2 separate regions of the Zea mays genome follow, and region 1 is linked to region 2. A link is a contact called in public Hi-C data. All regions are on one chromosome and are shown on one strand. Each heading gives the region's core, a stretch centred on a gene start, on an enhancer-like site or on the middle of the called end of the contact. The rest is flanking DNA. Distances are from core to core; before and after follow the strand shown.

Region 1 (6,605 bases), core at 3,457-5,956, 170 kb before region 2:
AGGCCGCGCGGCGCGTTCGTGGCCGGGCGGAGCTCGGAAGGTTCTGGACGCCGTGGGGTGTGGCTGGGGTTGCGCGTGGTGGGCGGACACCCGGGCCGCCCTCGAATCCATCGACAGCCGACAGGGGAGCGACGACGGCGACGGCTCGTGCCATTTTTTTTTCTTCCTGATCCTAGAAAGCTTGGTGACAATGTGACATCGCCCTGGCCTCGTGATTGGCTGCAACTTGCCAACTTGCAGCGCCGGTACGCCGGCGAGATACGCCGCATCCACTCTGCAAAAGATGGCTCCTTTCCGTGCCCGGCTGCACCTGCACCCGTCTACTTCGTCTTTTGAAAATCGCGCTGCATCACGTGCTCCTCACATGTCCGGTGTCGCTACTACGAAATGCATCTGGAGGTTAGCTGAGTCTCATCTGTAACCGAGCCCTCTTTATTTTAGGTCAGCCATAGATGAATCTGGCTGCGCAATGAAATCAGGTCTATTTGCCAGTGCGTCACCACTACCATCTGTGAGCAGGAACGATGATGGCAATATGAACCTTTTGTGCGGCAATGCAGCCGCACACAAGTATATCATCGAGATCACAAATGTTCTTGGCCGGTGATCGGCTCCGCCGACCAAAGCTCGACGAGTGACTAGACGACAGACATGGAACGCGTTCATTTCAACCACCACACGTTTTCTAGGCAGGAGCCACCCAGCATCGTCACATCACATCAACCTGCACAAACCTTTCGGTGATCAACAGAACTGTTACTGTGAAACAGTACATCATTACCAAGGCCCTGCTCGCCCTCAGTGAGAACGACAGCAGTTACTCACGCGGCACGAGCGCAGACAAGATGTTGGTCGGCAGTTGATCCACGACATCCAGTCAGACTGACGGCTGGTTAGAGGCATCCTTTTCAGTAAACAACCATTGCGCGCAACGTTTCATCGAACTTGTGAAAGACAGGTGGGTTGATTTGAACCATCATCGTTTCATCATTTATCAAACACCACATGTCATTCATTCGTATAACAAAATATCTAGGGTTTCGTGCAAACTGTTAACTGGCACACACAGCGGTGGCATGAGCACATTGCAGATAGCAAATCTTATTCGGCGGTACTAGGAGTTGTAGGGTGTAAAACACAAGAGGCTGAGACGGCAGGAGGACATGTAGAGTGGACACGCTCAACGAGCTTCGACGGCTTGGTTTCCACCTCGGTTGATGATTTTCTCGACGTACTCCTTCCTGAAACCATGCGAATGTTCCGTTTTGTTAAAGCCAACAGGAACCAGAGAATAACGAAAGTGGAAGCGAGAGAATCCAAGAAAGAGAGAATGGGACACAACAATGCTCCAGCAGTCCAGCTTTAGGCTTCAGACGCAGGATCATACCTAGCCGGGAGATGGTCATGCGGACGATTGTATGGTGTCCAGACAGGCTCACCCACAAATAGACGCATTGCCTGAGGAATCATAGCAGGAAAAAAAATCCACAATGCAGCAGCGTCGTTATTTAGCTGGTTCTTGTTTACAGAAGACTTAAGACAAGAAAGTAACAGAAGACTGAACGCCAAAATTTGCAAAGATGATATAACACGCACAATCACACAATCACACGACAGGGACAAGATAAACGCCCTCTAAAAGTCTAAAACTAAACAGGAACTACTACCTTCCACTTAAAATAAGTGTAGCCGACTAAATCAAGAGTAAATGAATGGCATAAACGGCTTCACAAAGAAAAGGTATCATCATCTAATCAACAATTACCAGAGTTAAAAAGAACAAAACTCATAGTGTGAACAGAGAAAGAAGTCAAAGATACCTTGATGTAGTTGTCACTATCCAACGTAAAGCGATGATACATTCCTGCAGGCAAAACGATCATGCCCCCTTTCTTTACCGCTACACGGATCCACTGATCATCTTGGTCCCTCACATCAAAGTAGCCTTGAGAACATAAGTGTAAAAACGATTAAACATCGACAGTAACTAGAAAGAAAACCTGCTGACTATTAGATTTTCTGTCTTCAAAAAAAACGCCTCCAGATGCAAAACAAAGGCACCTACCGCTACCCTCAAGGCAATATCGTATCTCTTCATCAGTATGCAAGTGTTCTTCAAAGAAATTCTTTATCTTAGCCTCGTAATTTGGCAACTTCTCTGGGCACACATCACAAATGTCCTACATAAGGAAAAATGCTTATCATACTAGTCTGAATCTTTGAATAGGTATTGACCTTGCTACTCAAGGTAGAGTAACAAAACAACAAGTGCCCAAAAATAAACTTATTAGCAAACCATGTAAGAGTAACCCCTGGCTTCACGAATTTTCTTGAGGTTCTCATCATTCTCCCAATCATCAGCATTTAGGCGCCAGCTTAATATTCCTAGTTCTGGATGTCCATGATGGTAGTAGCATTCAGCATCAGTTAGTATATGAAGATGTCATATGGGCTCAGGACTAGAGCAGGGCATGTACAAACCGGAAAGTTTGTCGAGAGGAATGAATTCTTTGGGCTCACGATGATGAGGAAGCCTCTGGTCCTCTTCACTGTCGTCCATGTACCATGCTTGGATGACCTCCTCCTTGCCAACCTATGATGGAAATAACCATTCAACGATATAATGTCGGAATGCATAATATGGCAAGCACAAGCATGTTCAGACAAAGGAACCATGACCACCCAATAGCATGTTGTGAAATGTATGCATCAAAATTTATGATGCCATAACTCATAGCCAATGCAGAATTATGACATGTGCATAAAAGAGAATAGGACAAATTGAGCTATGCATATTGGATCAGTCAACACTAGAATTCAACCAAGGCAGCTCAATACACTGAGCTCTTAGGATTGATTTCATTGATATCTTTCTACAATCTGAACGAACCTAGTCCACGTTGGACCCAACAAAACAACACCAAGTAGCTGCCGAAAAAAAGAGCCATGACCAAGCAGTATAAAATCGCAACCCATTTTGTATGAATCGCAATTCTAAAACTAAAACAAGCACAGAGATATATGACTTATAAAAGAAATACTATACAAAGCTTAGTAATAACACGAAATAACCATCATATTTGCTGTGGAACACAGGGGGCCACAGAGGCACGGGGCACTCTACTAGTTTGCTTTAAAAGTCGTCATATTGGGAGGCCTCCTTTAGTCATATTGGGTGTTTCGTTCTTTAGTCACCCTGCTAAACTTTAGGAACTAACCTTTAGTCTCTAGAATTTATATTTGAGAGGCCTCCTTTAGTCATATTGTTTGGCAGTTTAGGAATTAAAAGTTTGACTAAAGTTTAGGAGGTAGGAACCAAACACCCATAAGACCCAAATGGTCGTCAAACATTCTCGCTGCCTTAAAAAAGGCCCAACTAAAACTACAAAATACATATTGAGCTACTATTCTCACACTGTTCAAGGCTACAATCCATGTGTTCATCTGGCAGTGAGGACACAGGACATTAACCTACTAGGATCGATCTCAGGGATTTATGCTTATGGTATTGACAGACCTAGTCTGAATTGAGCACAAGAAACATAGTTGTACTTGTACGACATAATAGGATGCCTTTTAAGGTAAACCGAGACAATCCACTCAGGGATGGAACGGCGCCGTGTTTGGTTATTACAAGAATCCCAACCACGCACGTAAACCGAGACAATCCACTCAGAGCTTCGTAACGGTGGATAGTTTCTTTGGAGCACGATATCCAAGATAAAAAAAATTAGCTGTGTTCGGTTCTGTCAACCGGATACTCATTATTCGTGAGAACCAAACGATCTCTAAATTATATACAGTATAAAAGACTAGAACAAGTAACCCAAGTGAAAATCGTGAGAACCAAATGCTCTCTAAATTATACGGCTTATTCGGCTGCAGAGCCGCAGGACTGCTGCACTTCAATCCATAGAAGAAGCCGTTTATGCTATCACTGCAACTTCCCAAGAAACAGGACTTGTGCGTGTACGGTAACGGCCGTGCGAAGATTTTTGTGTGATAATAACCAAATCACAATTTTCAATAACTCCGACCATTTAACTTAGAAGGCTATCACTGCACCTTCTATGTATTCGATTACTCGTACAGGGTGTAATTTCTCGGGTGAGAACTGAGAACACATGTTCAAGAGCTGGTCTTATTCCAAGATCCGACTTTCGCATGCTTCGAATCCCTAGCCGGGAAACCAACTAATCGAAAGGGATCGCATGCTTCGAATCCCTAACCGGGAAACCAACTAACCGAAAGGGACGGATCAAATCTAAGTTTAATTCGGCGCGGACAGTCTCCAACATCTCGAGTATGCGGGGGAGGGATTGTAAGTCCCATGTATCCAGGGCCAAGCATCATCATCATCAACAACAACAACAACAACAACAACACGCCCGAAATAGAGCAATGATTTTTTTTTCCTGGCGCCCGATTCCTCGATGCCTCACGAGGATAAGAACAAGAACACGGGAATGGATTTAGGACAGAGAATTGCCGGTACCTGGAACTGGCCCTCCATGCCCGAAGTCCGTCCGCAGTGTAGCTGGTCCTCGTCTTCGAATTTTCTTCGGCTTCTCGAATGCTCCTGAGCGCGGTATCTGCGTCGAGGGGCCTTGCGTTGCGTTTATGTTCAGCTTGGACTGAACGCGAACCCGCACTCTTGTAGATTGCACCCTCACAGCTCATCAATTAAGATGCATACCCTTTTAGCGTTTGGCACTACTACTTGGTATTTCCACATAGAAAAAAAAACAGTCTATATTCCTCGGTGGGTTGAGCAGGTCGATGTTTCTAATTAGAGTGAAAGGTGATGGCTCCGCGGGGGTGTGGCTGCAATTGTTGTTGCGTCGGGGATCTATGATTAAAATGCGTTATATACGTTTTATTTATTTACACATAGCTGCATGAAACGTGACGGCATAAAAATAGCATGATTTGCTGATGGCAGTGTTTGTAAAAGACAAAAGGCAAGGTCAGACGATGCATTGCATGGATAAGAGACGAACGAAGAGGAGGGTGTAGGTGAGCCGGTGAGGTGCGGGTCGGCGGGTGGCAGCATGAAGTCCGTTGCGCCGCGCCTCCCTCCGCCCGGGCAGGTCATGACTCACGCACGATAATCAGCTCGAAGTCATGCGGGCCAGGCCAACGGCGCATTTGTTCTTGCACCGGGAATGGGTCATCGATGACGTAAGCACGAAGCAGAATCGCTACACACTAGCGGGGGGGGGGATTGGAAGGAGAAAGAGACGGAACTTGACCCCGGCGGCTAGCAACACAAAAAAAAGAAGGCCCAAACCATGTAGTGCCACAGGCCTTTGACGGGCCAGCCAGTCTGCAAAAGGCGGGCCTACACACGTTTGGGCGGTTCGTTCCTTTCCTTTCCTTTCTTTTAGAACAGCGGTTGCTTGCAGACTGCTGTAGCAAGCAGCCAAGCAGTACTAGTACAGCTCCTCGATTCGACCCTTGTGTGTGGACGGACGGGGGGGGGCGGTGGCATTTCCATGCTTTCTGTCATTTCTACTGAGGCACGGCGACCACATGCCGCGCAAAAGTATTTTAGTACGCCTCTGTCTTCCTCCTTGCAGTTGCAGTAGCAGGTCCCTTGTCCAGAGATTCTTGGCCAAGTTTGATGCGCGTAAACTTCTCCCAATAGCTGATAGCATATATATTCTGAATCTGTCACCGGACTTTTCTCTCACCGCGGGCTTGTGCAGCAAATTTTGTTCTAGCGCCTATTCATTCCAACTTCTTCCGTCTAGTTGTATAAAGCACGATTCATATGTATTAGTGATGATCTCGCGCACGACCCTATAAATACAAAAAAGGGTCCTTTGTTCTGTACTATACGCGCAGCACGGTGATCCTGGGCATGCATGTGTCATGAAACAGCGCAGAGACATACATATACGTACGTACATGCATGCACAATGACTTCTTTTTTTCCCGATAGCCATACGACGACGACCGGGAAACTGGATTGGACGACGAACAACGTTGCTGATGGAATGCATGCATGTACGCACGCACGCATGCAGCACCGTACGCATGCAGCACCGTCCTGGCAAAGTTAATTAATATACACGGATAGTACTAAGCTCTCGCATTGCATGCAGGTGGTGGTCCATGGTTGTCGAGAGCGAGACGTCGACAAGTTCATGAATTCGGAGCTACCCGCTCTGGCTGGCTGGCTGGCTGGCTGGCTGGCTGGCTGGCTCTGGGCTGGGGTCTGGGCAATGGACAAGTGGGCAGGGGCACCATGCACGCACGGAGGGGCCGTGCGTCAGGACTCGTCCGTGCATGTCTTCTTCACCCCCATCTTCCTGGCCTGTGCTCTGCTGCTGTCCGCGCGCGCGCTTGCATGTGGACCATCTGGGCCTAGGAAGGCTGGTTCGAGCATGGTACGGTGGTTGCAGCTCAGTAATTACTGGAGACACTGACTGGAGTAGCCAGTAGCTTTGGATGACGATCGATGAACACTGCCCACGACCGATCTCAACTTATTGCTTTTGTTGGTGTTGTTGTTGTTGTTGTTGTACGCGATGAACACTGTCCGCCTAGGAGAAGACGGGATAGAGGGTGTGGTCAAAATCGATGGAACACATTGGACGTGG
Region 2 (7,269 bases), core at 1,513-4,012:
TGGTATTTGATATGTACACTACTAGGATAGAAATCTTGAAAGATATATAACAATAGGACGTTTTGTGTTGTTCATGTAAAAGTCAAGATGTAGTGAAATTCAGAATTAAAATCTATCTATTTACAACAGTGTTAAAAAAAGCTATCGTGTTTGCAGAGAAAATCAAGAAATTTTCACATTAATCAAAACTTAAAAATAAAACATGCATTGTTAGACTTTATGATGGTCCAAATTATATTAAATTGAAGAGTTAATGGCTAATATAATTAATAAATACTTTCTCAGTCTTTAATTATATATCGTTTTGGCTTTTCTATGTACATTTGCTATGTACCTATATAAAGGTTAGACAATTGTAACAGCTATGTGTTAAAAAAAGGTCATACTGATCTATAATTAGAATAAATGGTGTACTAAATTTATGAAAAAAATAAGAAAAAAACAATTTGATTTCTGTACAAGTTTAAAAAGAAAATAACTAAATAATGTGTCCCAGACAAAAATAGAGTTATCAAAGACAAAATTTGAACAAAAGGCTGAGAAAGTAATTTTGATCTCCAAATGAATTGGAAATAAAAAGATACCTACTCAAATAGTCCATGTAAATTATAACTATGAAATATCTAATAAATTTAACATTGTAAGTTTGAAAGCTAATAATTTGACTTCTATATATTCGGAAGACACATAAATAAAAAAAGTTAATTACTATAAATAAAACTAAAAAGCCATGTCTTTTTTTTACTTCTATGTGTGAAAAACTACGACGTTGATCGTCTAGATTGCTATGGCATAGATATAAACAAAAGACATATAAAAAATAAAGATACAGTACATATTCAAGTACGGAAAGAGACGATCGTGTAGAATTTAATTAAACGGCGTTATAATTTAATTTTATATTGAATAACAGTAAGGAAAAATATGGAAAACATCAAGGCAGGCATAAATCATGCACGAGACAGAAGAACTACGGGTGTGTGAGTAAGGTATGCGTGGCTGTTCATTTTAGCATGACCACCAATATTGTACAGAGAGAACAACTTGTGTCAATGATCATGGATCAAATTTAGCATCTTTCGTACGGATACGAATATAAATATACCCATCAACACGTGTTCTTTTACCCTAGAGCTCAGCTACGCATGGGCGTGTACGCTCCAGGTAAAAGCGTGTGCTAGCTGACGGACGCAACGTCACCAGAGCTCAGCTACGCATGGGCGTGTACGCTCCAGGTATAAGCATTCTGTATCTGTTTACACGGACCTGTGCTCGTGCGCACGGTTGGGCAGAAGTATAGCATATGTGTGCGTGTCCGATCGAGTTACTATAACCGAACCAGAAATTGGCACGAGGATCAATCAGATTTAAGCTGTGAGACACAAACACCGGCGGCAACAACACGCTATATGTAGTAGTCTCTAGCACCAGCACGTCACGCTCTCTCCCCGCTGGATCATTATGTTAGGCGGATGTCGTCACGGTACCAAAGTTCCAAAATCCTAGGATCCGCACGAGGTAGGCTACCTGGTATCGGCAACTCCCGAATCAGGAAACATCACGAGGGGATCGCAACGAGTACCCGAAAATGGATATCCATCTGATGGATAAAATTCAATTATAGTATAGATATGGCAATTTCCTATGAGTATTTTATTGGGTCATTTGTTATATATATATATATATATATTGGTATGGGCACGGATATATTCTCTTAATTTATACCCGTCACCCGATAAAAAACCCGCTAACATATCACATGTGGGTTAGTTTAGTTCAATCTCTCTTCTAATCTTTTTGGCTTTGTCTCTGATTGCATTCTACTCTATTCGACCCGTTTGCGAGTGTACGTGCGATGTAAAAAAGCATACAGGATGGTTTAAGGTTTGTTTGGAAGCATTCAGATTTTAAAAATCCAGTTTATGAAAATTAAGGTGGTTTCAAACATAACAGTTTATGTCAAAGCTTATATAGAAACTAAATTGCTAGTCTATTAAAAACCAAGAAGGTAGCTAAACCACTTTATACTAACAGTTACCTGTTTTTTTACCATTAACTGGTTTCTAAAAAAATAGAGATGAAACTGGATTCTTGCTTCTAAACGGGACTTTAGGCCTTGTTCGTTTGTGCCGAATTAGTGGGTCGGAACGATTCCTAGCCGAATTGCTTCTCTAATTTATATAAATTTTAATTAGCTGAAACGATTCGAGGTGCAATTCGATACAAACGAACAAGACCTTAATTGTCAAGAAATCCCATCGGTTAGGATGAGATCAGTTGTACAGAATATTCGTTAGTGATCATCGAACCGCTGAGCTGACGCGTCCGCGCGCCGGCGCGCCGCGAAGATATCCCCCCGGCCGCGACACCCGACCGAACCGGATCTGAGCCTCCTGCCTCCTCGTGCCGACGCCCGGCGTGGCCGTCGACAGCGGCGCCAACCCGCACGAACTGAGGAGAAGGATGCATACAGCCGCCCACTTCCTTCCGCTTCCACGTGCGCCCACCTGAGGCCGGGCCACTTACCGGCTCGCTGACGAGCGGGGCCCGGCAGCGACGAGCGCCCACGCGTACGAAACCGTCGCCGGACACGCCCGCTCGAGCAAGTGACGCGGCATCCGGCCCGGGCCCCTCCCGGCTCCCACTCCCACCCGGCCACCCGAGCCGAGCCGCCACTTGCCGGTCGTCGCCTCCTCCAGAGCCCAGCCGCCTATATATAACCGCACCGAACGCCTCGCCGAGACACCACCACCACCGGTCACCGAAACGCAGCAACTGACAGGCACCTGACGGAGAGCTAGTCGCTCTGCAGCCGAGTCGAGTCGAACTAGCGCGCGAGCGAGCGAGGAAGAAGAAGAGCTAGCTATACTGCTGCTTCCTCGCGCGCAGCAGCAGCAGCAAACGAAGAAACCAGCCCCATGGGCGGCAGCGCGGATGCGAACGGCGCGGGGTCGGTGCGGGTGCCGGTGCCGCCGGCGCGGCCGTTCCTGGACACGTTCCGCGGGAACCTCAAGGAGACCTTCTTCCCGGACGACCCGTTCCGCGGGGTGGTGCGGGAGCGCGGGGCCGGGCGGCGGACCGTGGCCGCGCTGCGCTACTTCTTCCCGTTCCTCGAGTGGGCGCCGGCCTACGCGCTGTCCACCTTCAAGTCCGACCTGATCGCCGGCATCACCATCGCCAGCCTCGCCATCCCGCAGGGCATCAGCTACGCCAAGCTCGCCAACCTGCCGCCCGTGCTCGGACTCTGTAAGCCGCCTCGATCGCCTACCGTTACTACGAAATACGAATACAGCGCGCACAGCACTCTCTGTTCTTCCAGGTTCACTTTCATCATTTCCAGGCGCCATGCATTGCTTGCTTGTGTACGCTAACGTGCGGCTGCGCTCTCGATCTGCAGACTCGAGCTTCGTGCCGCCGCTGGTGTACGCGCTGATGGGGAGCTCCAAGGACCTGGCGGTGGGGACGGTGGCGGTGGCGTCGCTGCTCATCAGCTCCATGCTCGGCAGCGAGGTGTCGCCGACGGAGAACCCCGTGCTCTACCTGCACCTCGCCTTCACCGCCACCTTCTTCGCCGGCGTCTTCCAGGCCTCGCTCGGCCTCCTCAGGTACGCATGCTGCTAGCTCTCATGGATTAAGCATCTCCAGCTCCGGCCCCTCCGTCCCAATGCAAAAGCAGTAGGAGTACGTAGTTGGTAAGAAAAAGAAGGACAAAAGCAGTGCAGTAGGCAGTAGCTAACTTGTCAGTTTCTACTGGAAGACCCGGATTTTTTTAGCTAGGGGTGAAAATAAATGAGAGTGTGAGAGTCTAGTCTTAAACGAGTGCCGGCCGGCTAACAATCTAGAATGTGGTTCTAGGTTGGGCTTCATCGTGGACCTGCTGTCGCACGCGACGATCGTGGGGTTCATGGCCGGCGCGGCGACGGTGGTGTGCCTGCAGCAGCTGAAGGGCATGCTGGGCCTCGTCCACTTCACCACCTCCACCGACGTCGTCTCCGTCATGGAATCCGTCTTCAGCCAGACACACCAGGTACGCACTACCCTCTGGAGCTCTGGAGCTCGCTCCCTGCCCCTGCAGCAAGGTTGTACTACGTCGCGTTGCGTGCGACTCCGGCAACGCCAGGGCTGCCACAGGGACCTGCAGCGGCGACAGCGACATGAATGCCCGCCCTCTGCTTGCATATGTAGCTTGCTGCAGGGTTCCATGTCACGGGCGAGCGACACCATGTTGATTTTTTTTGGTCCCGTCGTTATCGAGAATTCCGGATGCTAGCTAGCTCATTATTCTATTCTACGCCAACTAAACTAATGAATATATCCTGATGAGTCCTGCTGACGCGTTGGGTGGGTTTTGGATTGTTGCAGTGGCGGTGGGAGAGCGTCCTGCTCGGCTGCGGCTTCCTCTTCTTCCTCCTCGTCACCCGCTTCATCGTAAGTCTTTTTCTTTTTGTTCCTTATTTCTTTCATCTCACTCACTCTCAGCTCTAAGAGCAAATTCTACACCCACCGTAAACACGCACTTCTTATTAGAGTAACAATAATGATAGTTCCTCCGTTCCTTTTTACTTGTCGCTGGATAGATGAATTTAACACTAACAAACGACAAAGTAAAAAAGATCAGAGGTAGTATAATTTTGCACTTTAGATACGGAGCAAATAAACCATATAAAAGCGCGAGGGATCTATCTACTCGGTACCGCTAATCGAAAAGGTTAAGGCACGAGAATCTCTGCGAAAAGGCCCGTCCAATCATACTAAAAAAGGAGTAAAACTATTCGCAAGCAGAGGGACGATATGCTGGAACCTTTGGTCCGTCATCTCTGCATAATTGACGACCATGACGTAACGCCGCACTTGTACTCGGATGGTGACCGGAGATAGATAGACAGCCTGCCCATTTTGGCTGGCCTCACAACTTTAGGGGGACGAGATATAGAAACTTGTTACGGATGAGATAAACAAGTGGTAAACGTGTTCTTTTTTTTGTTTGTTAGGGCTAGAGCCTAGTGAATCCGTGACTGCTAGAGATAGACGCAACAAAGGCAGACAAGTTTTTGTCATCGGCGTCGGCCCATGATGACTTGGACTCTTGGAGGCGAAACGCACGTATGTGGCGGACCTACATGGTGTTCTAGGTGGGCCCTGGCACACCCTAAGCCAGCCCACCAAGGTCCAGCCCCTATAGATTTTGCGTGTGTATTTAGGGGTTGGAGTAGTAGTATATGTTGATCATAATGGAAATTTATGGTTTAAATTATGATTATTTTAAGCAGTAACGCTAATTCGTCCTAGTATACCAACACTGATTATACAAAATTGTATATAAAAAATTGTTGTGCCACACCCTATATAAAAAGCTAGGTCCGCCACTGACGTATGATGAAGGGATCTCGTGACACGGTGACACCCACCCAATCTGATGGGGGCGACACGACACGACAATAATGGCTATTGTCGACACCGTAAACACGACAATTTGTGTAGCGCGCTAGCTAGCGTACAGATCGGCGATGCATCGATCTGCCTGCCCACAGCTTTGGCTTTTCTCTATGCACGTCGATCGGACTCACACATCTCCCTAACATATATTCGCGTCGGATATGGTAGTAGCATGCATCACGTTACTAATTAGAGTCCATATAATTCGGCCTCTTTTTTTGTGGTCTCGCTGTGCGTTTGCGTCGGGGAAACAAAAGCATCCCCGGCCTTGTCGTGTTCAAGATGCTAATGATGGCGACTCGTACGTGCACGATCACTGTTCCGGATTAATTAGAGAGAGCTCGATCAGCGTGGCGTCCCCGGCCGTGCGTCGCATGATTGCACCAGAGACGTATCGGCTTCAGCTTTGGGTTTAGGCCAGAGAGAGCTTTCTGTGTTCTGACTAAGCGTCGTCACTGATCATCTGTTTCATTCATTTCATACTACTCCGGAAAGTGATAGGACGATATACCGCTTCATGGCTAGTGTTGAGAAGAAAAAAAAAAGAATATGCAATAATTGCAAGAGGCCAAGATCCACCAACCAAACTTCCTTGGCTCGTAGCAGTAGTTTCTCAATCGATCGCCTTTGTTTCTCTTGGCGCAATCGATCGCAGCTTAATTTCCCGCTGAAAACATTAATCGCGAGAGCTGGCTGACTGAGCTTCACGTTTCAAAGCCGGTGTAGTTTTAGATGCTAATAATTTGTTTTTTTTTTTTACAGAGCAAGAGGCGTCCCAAGCTGTTCTGGATCTCCGCGGCGGCGCCGTTGACGTCCGTCGTGCTCGGGAGCGTTCTGGTGTACCTCACGCACGCTGAAAACCACGGCATCGAAGTGGTGAGAATAGCTGGGCTTGTCAACTCTGCTTGTCTGATGCAAATGCAATACAACTATACAGGCATCACGCCGTTGTCGGCAAAAAAATAATAAAAGAAATGCAATGCATGAGCAGACAGCAAAAAACAAAAACACAAAATGGTTAGTACTGATTTATGAAAAATTTTCTTCTCCCTACGTCGTCATTTATAGATCGGTTACCTGAAGAAAGGCCTGAATCCACCGTCGGTGACAAGCCTGCAATTCTCACCGCCCTACATGATGCTCGCGCTCAAGACTGGGATCATCACCGGCGTCATTGCCCTCGCCGTAAGGCTCCTTTAATCACCACACCCTGCTTCCTTCCTTTCTCCCAGTCACTCGATCGCCGTAAGACTGGGGGATTAAACGTGTCACTCACTGTGTGCAATGCGTGCGTGCGTGCGTGCGTGCAGGAAGGCATCGCCGTGGGGAGGAGCTTCGCCATGTTCAAGAACTACCACATCGACGGCAACAAGGAGATGATCGCGATCGGGACGATGAACGTCCTGGGCTCGCTCACGTCGTGCTACCTGACCACGGGGCCCTTCTCGCGCTCCGCCGTGAACTACAACGCCGGGTGCAGGACGGCCATGTCGAACGTGGTCATGTCGCTGGCGGTGATGGTCACGCTGCTGTTCCTGACGCCGCTGTTCCACTACACGCCGCTGGTGGTGCTGTCGGCGATCATCGTCTCCGCGATGCTGGGCCTGGTCGACTTCGGGGCCGCGCTGCACCTGTGGCGCGTCGACAAGGTCGACTTCTGCGTCTGCGCCGGCGCGTACCTGGGCGTCGTCTTCGGCAGCGTCGAGGTCGGCCTGGTCGTCGCCGTCGCCGTCTCCCTGCTCCGCGTCCTGCTGTTCGTCGCCCGGCCCAGGACCACGGTGCTCGGCAACATCCCCGGCACCATGGTGTACCGGAGGATGGACCAGTACGCCG

Evidence for each region. A called contact is a pair of places that touch in the nucleus more often than the background predicts.
Region 1: a contact with region 2 is called in a Hi-C map of endosperm, with 2.3 times the contacts expected there. The contact joins the promoter of LOC100216585 here to the promoter of sfp4 in region 2. A contact is called at or near these places in 2 of 25 Hi-C or Micro-C datasets (ear and endosperm).

Annotation. Positions count from the first base shown.
Region 1 is chr1:12,615,265-12,621,869 of Zm-B73-REFERENCE-NAM-5.0, reverse strand. LOC100216585 reads right to left here and starts at 4,706. Exons shown (of 7, transcript NM_001326534.1): 1 at 4,496-4,706; 2 at 2,482-2,593; 3 at 2,297-2,391; 4 at 2,066-2,180; 5 at 1,821-1,945; 6 at 1,388-1,458; 7 at 964-1,241. The coding sequence starts at 4,513. The coding sequence ends at 1,181.
Region 2 is chr1:12,443,167-12,450,435 of Zm-B73-REFERENCE-NAM-5.0, reverse strand. It overlaps sfp4 (sulfate transporter4), which reads left to right and starts at 2,762. Exons shown (of 10, transcript NM_001147642.1): 1 at 2,762-3,246; 2 at 3,398-3,605; 3 at 3,856-4,027; 4 at 4,363-4,428; 5 at 6,199-6,312; 6 at 6,505-6,621; 7 at 6,747-7,269. The coding sequence starts at 2,919.